Regions from separate parts of the Oncorhynchus kisutch genome. Here region 2 is linked to region 1. Evidence: chromatin contacts called from public Hi-C data. All regions are on one chromosome and are shown on one strand. The core of a region is the stretch at or near the end of the contact, and the rest is flanking DNA. Distances in the headings are between cores, read along the strand shown.

Region 1 (4,679 bases), core at 739-3,238:
AACAGGGACACAAAATTACAGACAATAACATCAGAGACCATATAAAAAGCAGTAGCTGCTATCCAGGCTCCTTGGTATGTCACAACCCTGGTTTCATGTCCACGCCCTGGCTCAACCCTAGCCGTAACCCTAACCCCTAGCCTTATTTCCAATCCAAATCTATTGGGGAAATCTTGAGGAAACCTGTCTGCAACTCAGGATGCCTTTTAGTACCAATTTACCCGATTTTAGTACTAGTTTAACTGATTGTGTTATAATGAAGAGTTTACAGATAGCCTCTGCATTCTAAAAGGTTGTACATAAAACATGAAGCATGTTGATACAATGTCTCTCCCTAGTGGCTAAATGTCCAAACATCACAGAGGGAAAATGTTGTAATATTCTTCACATTTACATGGAAAGTATGGGATGTTATCAGTTATCACTCAGGACAATTTGAATTCTACACAGCAGTTAGAAGTTTGAAATTACTTTGTCGAACAGCATATTTAAAATTATAAATAGGGAGTGTAATTTCATTTAAAATAATATTCATAATAGTATACGTATATCATTTGATTTCAGATAGACTAGGCACAATAATTAAATTATTTGTTTGTATTTTTGTTCCCAAGGCATGACTATGTCCTTTGTGTAAATGCATCTTCCTTTATTGAACAGCTACTCTGTCGTGAAAGGCATGCAGACTGTTGTATAGACTGCTCTTCAGCCCGAGAGGTTTGTTTGAGTTCTTTGTGCCAGGTGGATTAGATCGATTCTCTGGATAACCCTGTGCCCATAGAAGGATAGTGCAGGATGCAGAGACAAAAGCCAGATTTCATCATGTAACTATAACTAATGGTCTGTGGTGCTCCCTTCACAGGCTCAGACAACCTGCAAGTAAACTGGTGCACATTGCTTTCTCCCTGATCATTTATTATAAAAAAACAAATTGGACAAAGTGCAAACAGTGTTACCAAACTTAATGTACCAGATGCAAATAAATGTTCTGCATAGGGTATGTTCAACTGAGTAGTTCCTCTTGGCAGTAAGCTGCTAGCACATGGCTTGTTCTTGTGAAGTGGATGTAATGAATAACTGTGAGAGGCAGTTTCCATCCTTGCTCTCTTTATCTTTCTTTCTGCTCTATCCTTTTTTTTAAAGTCAGCTTTTGTGTGGAGAGTGTGGGTAGGGTGGACAAGGATGCTTCAGAAAAAGAAGAGTTTGATTTTCAATGAAAGCTCATAGAGGCTAAGGAGAGTGGTGACATCTGTATGGAGAGAAAAAACCGTGAAGACCGTTGACAGAATAATTATCCACCACTAGAATCAACAGGTAAACAGCACCATATTATTATTTATAACCAAACAACACTTTCCAGATAGACACAGACTTTCCAGATACATGACACTTTCTTTGAATCGTAATTTCTTATGTGAGGGCTAGGATTAGGGTATATTTGACCAAGGCATCCTGCCATGCTATTTGGGGCTAATATAGCCTTTGAACACTATCAAAATATATAATCAAAATGCACCTGAAGGGAAGTTGAATTCTGCATTTTAAAAATGTTTACTCCACGGTTGGAAAATGTAATAGTGAATCCCTTGTACAGACAAGTGACTGAGTTGACTGTACAGCTGTCAGAAACCTGCACAGCAGTATAAAGAGTGTGATTACTTCCAGAATTATCTCATGAATACTAGAATGACTGATACTCGAACATTTCAGTTGAACACCTTTTTAAAAGGATTTGGCTGGTTAGACATTAGCTCAAAACACTTTAGAATATAAAATATGTGCTACTGTCAATATAATAGTAAAGATTTACATTTGTTTATTCTAGAGGTTGTGGTTATTGTGATGGAAAGTTGTGTGCATTGTTCAGTGACATAGCCAGGTTATGTTTAGCGAAACAACTTACCAGTGTAACTTGGTATTGCTTTTCATTTGAATGGTGAATTAACGGCATATTTTTCTCTTTTCCCAATGTACAAAGCCTATTGAAAATGCCTCTGGTAAAGGAATTCAGGAAGAAAGGATAGGACATCCCAACAGTATCTGATCTGAGAGAGAAGCTGGGAGAGTGACTGTCTGTTGTAGTTTAGCAGATCTAAGCTTCTTTACACTGCACTTTACTACAAATGTATGTTGCCATACAATTCTGTGAGCCATTACCTTGATGTTAACAGCTGTCATGGCACATTCTTCCGATATCAAGTAATGAAATGCTTTAGCAGAGGAACCCCCGAAACGTCAGACGGGATCAGATGATTGAATAATTATTTTCCAAAATAAAGCAATGAGAACCAGAGCCTGTATGAATGGTTACTAATAATATTTTGGGGTGTTTCAGGGGATCCATTTCTGAGGTGCGGGTGGCTCAGCACTGCCGTACCCTGAGACTTGTAGCTGTCAAGTGTATCGGCAAGAGGGTGCTAAAGGGAAAAGAGGGCATGTTGGAGAATGAGATTGCAGCGCTCCGCAGGTTAGTGTCATGTTTAACGAATACAAAACACTTTAATACCAGAATCAACCATCCCAACATGGTGGCAATGGAAGAGACCTTTCAGACATCATCAAAACTGTCTCTTGTTATGACTCAGTGGTGGAATCTTAATTTTAGATACCCAGTAATTATGTAATCTAAAGACTGTTCATCCCATATCTTATATTTCACATTGCAATAGAAGGCATGTCCCCGCACCAAGAAAAAAGTTGAGTCAAATAATAAATGAGCTACGGTGTTTACCCCTAAATGAAAAGCGTGTCACAATAGTGTTACAGGAGGCAAGTTCCTGGACCGTATTCTGGAGAGGGGGAGCTACACAGAGAGATGCCAGCCGTGTCCTACTGCAGGTTCTGGAAGCAGTCCAATAACTCCACCAGCTGGGTATCGTGCACAGGGACCAGAATGTACAACTTGTCCTCTAGCTGTTATAATATCACATGTTACTACGTACGCCTCTTGGAGGGAATGCAGCACCCTGCTACATCTCAACTCCCCGTGGAGTGAAAACGTATGTGGTCGTAGGTGCGGGGAAGGACGAAAGAGGCAGAGAAAAATACCGTTTACAAGGAATTTATTCTTCCTTAACACGGGAAGGTGGGGAAAAGGGTCTGGTCAGAACCAAAGAAAGTACACATTATAGAGTCCCCTCTCCTACAGCATGTTACCTGCCTTCCCACTACTTACCTAACTTTCAGCACCACCTGGCGCGCACTAACCAAAATACAGGGGGGTGGTCCGCACATGTATGCCCGTAGGCCTCTTGATTAAACACTCCCAAGGTGCGCCCCCCGGGAATAAATGAAAAATAATATACTTTAAGTGAAAAATGTCATTAACAAAAAACACTATATCCTATTGACATACACATACCTCTGAAGGAGCAGCTACAAAATAATATCGACAAAACTTTTACTGAGCGCAAAAACAATCAACACAGGACATAAAAATAAGCTCTCTCTCTGACAAAGGAGCACTGGCTTTTATCAAGCTCTGGAAGGAGTTGGTAATTGAAGAGCCAGCTGTTTCCCCTGACCAGAGGGAGGGGTCAGAGTGCCAATCAGCGATGGGGCCGACCAATCAGCTGCGTGAGGAATCCAGGATGCCATTTCCAGAATACACACATACAAACCCACAACAACACAGAAACTGGGGAACGTAACAACTTTACACAGGGACCTGAATGTACAACTGTCCTCCAGCTGTAATAATATAATTTAACGCATGGACCCAAAGGTGATCTGCTTTATAGTTTGGCAGCAGTGTTAAATAGATAGATAGATAGATAGATAGATAGATAGATAGATAGATAGATAGATAGATAGATAGATAGATAGATAGATAGATAGATAGATAGATAGATAGATAGATAGATAGATAGATAGATAGATAGATAGATAGATAGATAGATAGATAGATAGATAGATAGATAGATACAGGGATAGATAGATACAGGGATAGATAGATACAGGGATAGATAGATAGATAGATAGATAGATAGATAGATAGATAGATAGATAGATAGATAGATAGATAGATAGATAGATAGATAGATAGATAGATAGATAGATAGATAGATAGATAGATAGATAGATAGATAGATAGATAGATAGATAGATAGATAGATAGATAGATAGATAGAGGGATAGATACAGGGATAGATACAGGGATAGATACAGGGATAGATAGATAGATAGATAGATAGATAGATAGATAGATAGATAGATAGATAGATAGATAGATAGATAGATAGATAGATAGATAGATAGATAGATAGATAGATAGATAGAGGGATAGATACAGGGATAGATACAGGGATAGATACAGGGATAGATAGATAGATAGATAGATAGATAGATAGATAGATAGATAGATAGATAGATAGATAGATAGATAGATAGATAGATAGATAGATAGATAGATAGATAGATAGATAGATAGATAGATAGATACAGGGATAGATAGATAGATAGGGATAGATAGATAGATAGATAAATAGAAAGGATCCGCAAATACATACATCTCATCTGAACCCTCATCATGTAGAATTAAAGCAGTTTGAACCTCACACATAAACCCTCTCTTTAATTTTGTGTGCAGCCCCATAGCTTCTGCAGCAGAAATATTATGACAAAGTGGTGGATTTATGGGCTCTGGGAGTGATCATCTACAGTCAGAAGTTTACATACAT
Region 2 (4,765 bases), core at 684-3,183, 240 kb after region 1:
GAGGGTGTATCCATTAAAAAACCTCCCCCATTACCTTTGGGAAGAGGGGGACAGAAATCACCTGCCGAGGGGGGAAAAAGACAGATGTCATTAAAGATAAAAGCTAAGTGTGTTACCTTCATGGCAGAGCAGCAGCAGACAATGGAGAGGACGACATTAAACTGAGAAACGGCTTGTAGACAGAAGCTATTGCTCAGTGATTACCAATGTCTATGACTGTCCCTGACCAACTAAGCCTGGACACTTACTCAGTCAATGATATCATGAAACTCTTAATGCCCCTTTGTAAGCTTATACAATGACAAATGCAGGGTGGAATCTTGCTTCTGTGATTTCAAGATCCCATGCCTGACCTGGCTGGCCATATCTGCTCTCTGATATAGCTGAGACAATAGGTTTTGAGGTATGCAATTTAGTGTATTAGGGGTTCCATAGCTTTTTTTTCCACAACCAATTTTCCCATTCATGAATGCTGCAGATACAGCTGTTAGTGCTTTAACCTGTGGGAATAGGCTAAATCCCTCATTCATATGGGGGAGGGTTAAGTGAGGGTGAAAGGTTGTCCCTACATTAGTTTATTTCCCTAATAATCTCAAACTATCGTGATTAGTCTGGCAATGGGCATTATGCTGCCATGATAACAAAAAAGACAACCAGACATCAGACAAGAGACAAATGTTTTGTGACACATGTGCAGGGCTGCCCGTGTGTTGACCCTGTGTAAAATGCAATCTCCCTTTAACCTGTTATTTAAATATCATTGTTGCCAACTTTGGCTATACTCTTCATTGTTGTGAAGATACACATTGTATCACCTGCAGTTTCCTCCCTTATGAAACCATTAATACTCCATTGGGATAAAATAAGCTACGTGATTTGAAATTGCATTATGAAGAAATTCGTTGTATTAATTATTGAGAAGGACCTCACAAGCAATGGGTACACTATTACATGATAATTATTCACAGAATGGAATATGTTTCTAATTCATATGCATATTTTTCTGATAAAAACGTGAGGTCACGTGACAATATTTCACCGGAGCTGTTACAGATGTGTCAGACGGTAGCCTATATGTGAAAACAACCCGGAGCCGAATACACCCTGTTCGTGAAGCAGCCAGAGTAATCCAATTGGTAACGTTAGGACCTGCTTGGAAGACTATTTTAGTAAATTTGATAACATTCATCTGCCAAGATAAACGTTAATGTTGACAATTAACCTACATGATAGTTAGTCTACTGTCTGTGTTTTGGTTTAATAAACTCTAGGAAAATATCCATGATGTTATCAGATAGATGCACATGGAGGAATATAATTAACGTTTCGTTTGGCAAAAAAAAAAAAGGAACTATGTATGAAGACCAGGGCGTTCACATGTTAAATGAAATGATCACAAGGCAAATGGATCTGTTTTTCCATCAGATAACTAATGTTTTTAACGCCCCTTTGGCTTTGTTCTGAAAGGAGCGGCGGCGGCTCCTTGCATCACACTATGCTGCTTACATATCCAGCCAAAGACCTCATGCACCCTTTCTAAAAGCATTATACAACTAAAGCATGCAGTCCTACTGACTATCGCTTATGAATGTGTTATCGACACTTTCAGTATACAAACTGCATGATGTTTTAAAAGTCTTATAAAGCCCAGTCATGGTTTAAAAAGCATGCTTCGGATTCAAACGCTAGCCACTATGTTTCAGCAGCATCGTAAAATGAGATCAGTAACGAAACACAGGCTCGTGGACCTACCTGTACTTAAAGTGCAACAGTTACATCCACAACCACGTGCAGTTCTTTTTCCCGCGGTTATCATATAGGCCTATAATTATTTGTTAATTAGTTATAATTCTGCGCAAAATCATCGAAATAAACCAACAGAGCACTCACTGCTTGAATCTCATGGCACTCTCTACACATTAGGAACGGTCTTATTTTCTCCTGGATGAGTAAGGCTGGGTAGCTATCCCTTTATGGAACGTACCACTTTCAACAAGGGGATTCAAACTCATTATTGCTCACTAAACCATAGAATAAGATCAAATATAATTGCTACATTAAGTTACTAATGCATTATTACATGGATTTAATTACAATACCGTTTTGTCTTCACATTTGGTGTTTTTGAATAATGATTATATATGATCACATTTGGCATGCGCTTAAATCTACCCTAATAGTAGGTGGAAAAGGCTCGCCCATAATCGTGTATTTTTCTACCAAACCCAGATGTTAGAGAGAAGGCTGGATTTTCAAGGCGGATAGAGATGTTTGATACAAAATAAGGAAGAGAAAAATGTGAAAAGTAAATATGTTGCAGAATAAAAAATAAAAAAATCTAAACTCCCTCACGTGGACATAATCGTCACTTTGTTATTAAAACATGCAATAAAACAGTTATAAACGTTTATAAACCGCACACCTTCCCGTTCCAAGAGATCTGAATTAACGTTATAGATCTGCTACTATTCGGAGTAAAAAGAAAAAGCTAATATGATTGACATATTTATTTTAATGAAGAACAGAGAGTCATAACCTGATAAGTTATAGATGTTAAGACAGAAATAAGTAGGTTTCAATTTGACAAACCTAATGTTTATTCCTCAATATAAAACCAATATTAAAGGATATGTAGTTTGATATTGTAAAAACAGACATTTCAAACAAGAGACAGGATGCTTGGGGACAATATCAAAACAGTGTCACTGTAAACAAGTTTTTCACTATATTGTTAACATGCAGAAATACAGTACATGGAGAAAACTGAAAAATAAAAATTACTTTAGACTAGCATTTGCTCTGAACAGTGTAAATATATAAGACATTCAGTATTAACTTATTCTAAAGCTGCAATATGCACCTTATTGGGAGTTATAATCTACCAACGTTGTCTGTCGTTCACCAGTTATGTGGTTTCATGCCATCCACCAGCAAGCAGCAAAGCAATACACTTATTCAAATCATGTGTCAAGTAATAGCCAGTTTAGGAGGAATGACACTTGCAATCCCACAGTGCAGTAAAGACAATTCAGCTAAAGCAGAATACAAATCACCACAAACTATAGTGCTCTTTGTTGTGGTATAGATTAATAGTGTTGAAAGCATTTCTATTTATCAACATATTAGGGCCTTCATGGGGCCTTGGAAGTGAAACCATAAAAAACTAACATTTGCATCCTACGGCAGTATGGTATTCTAGTCTGAAGAGGTTGAATCAGTCATTGGGTTGAACGGAGTGAAATTAGATCAGTCCAGACACAGAAACCGGAGAGTTCCTAAAATAACCCTTGGTTGGGTGGGTTAGGAATCACCAAGTAGCCTAGCTCGCTGTGGTAGCCTCCATGTCCCCGTCCCTGTAATCCAGTTGGAGTTTGAGCTTGGTAGGTTTGACCACTTGTACTCCCTCCCTCTGTAATTGTGACTGTCTCTAATTGAAGCCTCTTGAGGAAGACAGAACTTCCTCCTAAGTTCCTCGACCACACTGTGCTTTCGGAGAACGGGCCCCTGCCGAAGGCTAGGAGATGTGAGCAGAGGAAATATAGGACCATGAACCCCCTGGTGTAGATGAAACGACCATATGGTTTCCTTTGAAAAACACGACCCTCATCACAGGGACCCCAGCATCTTTACTGGAGCCACCCTCCAATCATATTTGCTGTCGGGTGTTCTTCCAAGATGGGTTGGAACTACTAGAATTATGGTTGCACAATTTTTGTAACTTTTATTAAATGACCAGGGAATTTATTGCATGCTTCAGAAATGTTGCAATCCTAATTGTTGTGTTTCCAAAGATCTACGCAATTCAAAAATGTATATCCTTATATCAGTCTACAAAGCGGGCAGTATTATCATCATGGGACAATGATAACATGCCAGGCAGTACTATCATTATGGGACAATGATAACATGCCAGGCAGTATTATCATCATGGGACAATGATAACATGCCAGGCAGTACTATCATCATGGGACAATGATAACATGCCAGGCAGTACTATCATCATGGGACAATGATAACATGCCAGGCAGTATTATCATCATGGGACAATGATAACATGCCAGGCAGTACTATCATCATGGGACAATGATAACATGCCAGGCAGTACTATCATCATGGGACAATGACAACATGCCAGGCAGTACTATCATCATGGGACAATGATAACATGCCAGGCAGTACTATCATCATGGGACAACAATAACATGCCAGGTAGTACTATGATCATGGGACAATGATAACATGCCAGGCAGTACTATCACCATGGGACAATGATAACATGCCAGGCAGAACTATCATAATGGGACAATGATAACATGCCAGGCAGTACTATGATCATGGGACAATGATAACATGCCAGGCAGTACTATCATCATGGGACAATGACAACATGCCAGGCAGTACTATCATCATGGGACAATGATAACATGCCAGGCAGTACTATCATCATGGGACAATGATAACATGCCAGGCAGTACGGTACAAGGTCTTTATAGTGCCGGATATGGTCTCAGTCTGTAATATTAATTTACCATTTGATAGAATGAAATAGCCTCTAGGTGGAGTCTGTCATTTGTGATGATGTCAGGTTCTCCCTGGAAGTATCCTTATTAATTAGATTGCATACTGTACATTATTAGACTCGGGCAATTTCACAAGCGTGCAGTTCAGAAGCAGTAATCCCCTATGGGTCCTGCCTACTCATGGGGTTGGAGTGGAGCCAGGGTGTATTAGAGACACACATGTCGTGAGTGTTACACTGAATGAC

What was found. A called contact is a pair of places that touch in the nucleus more often than the background predicts.
Region 2: a Hi-C map of muscle shows a contact between it and region 1, with 5 times the contacts expected there. The contact joins the promoter of LOC109869322 here to the promoter of LOC116356904 in region 1. A contact is called at or near these places in 2 of 2 Hi-C or Micro-C datasets (liver and muscle).

The regions. Positions count from the first base shown.
Region 1 is chrLG24:34,813,982-34,818,660 of Okis_V2, forward strand. It overlaps LOC116356904 (calcium/calmodulin-dependent protein kinase type 1B), which reads left to right and starts at 1,989. Exons shown (of 5, transcript XM_074933787.1): 1 at 1,989-2,065; 2 at 2,336-2,467; 3 at 2,510-2,584; 4 at 2,759-2,809; 5 at 2,811-2,913. The coding sequence starts at 1,989. The coding sequence ends at 2,913.
Region 2 is chrLG24:35,049,125-35,053,889 of Okis_V2, forward strand. It overlaps LOC109869322 (plexin A3), which reads right to left and starts at 1,934. Exons shown (of 32, transcript XM_031804073.1): 1 at 1,753-1,934.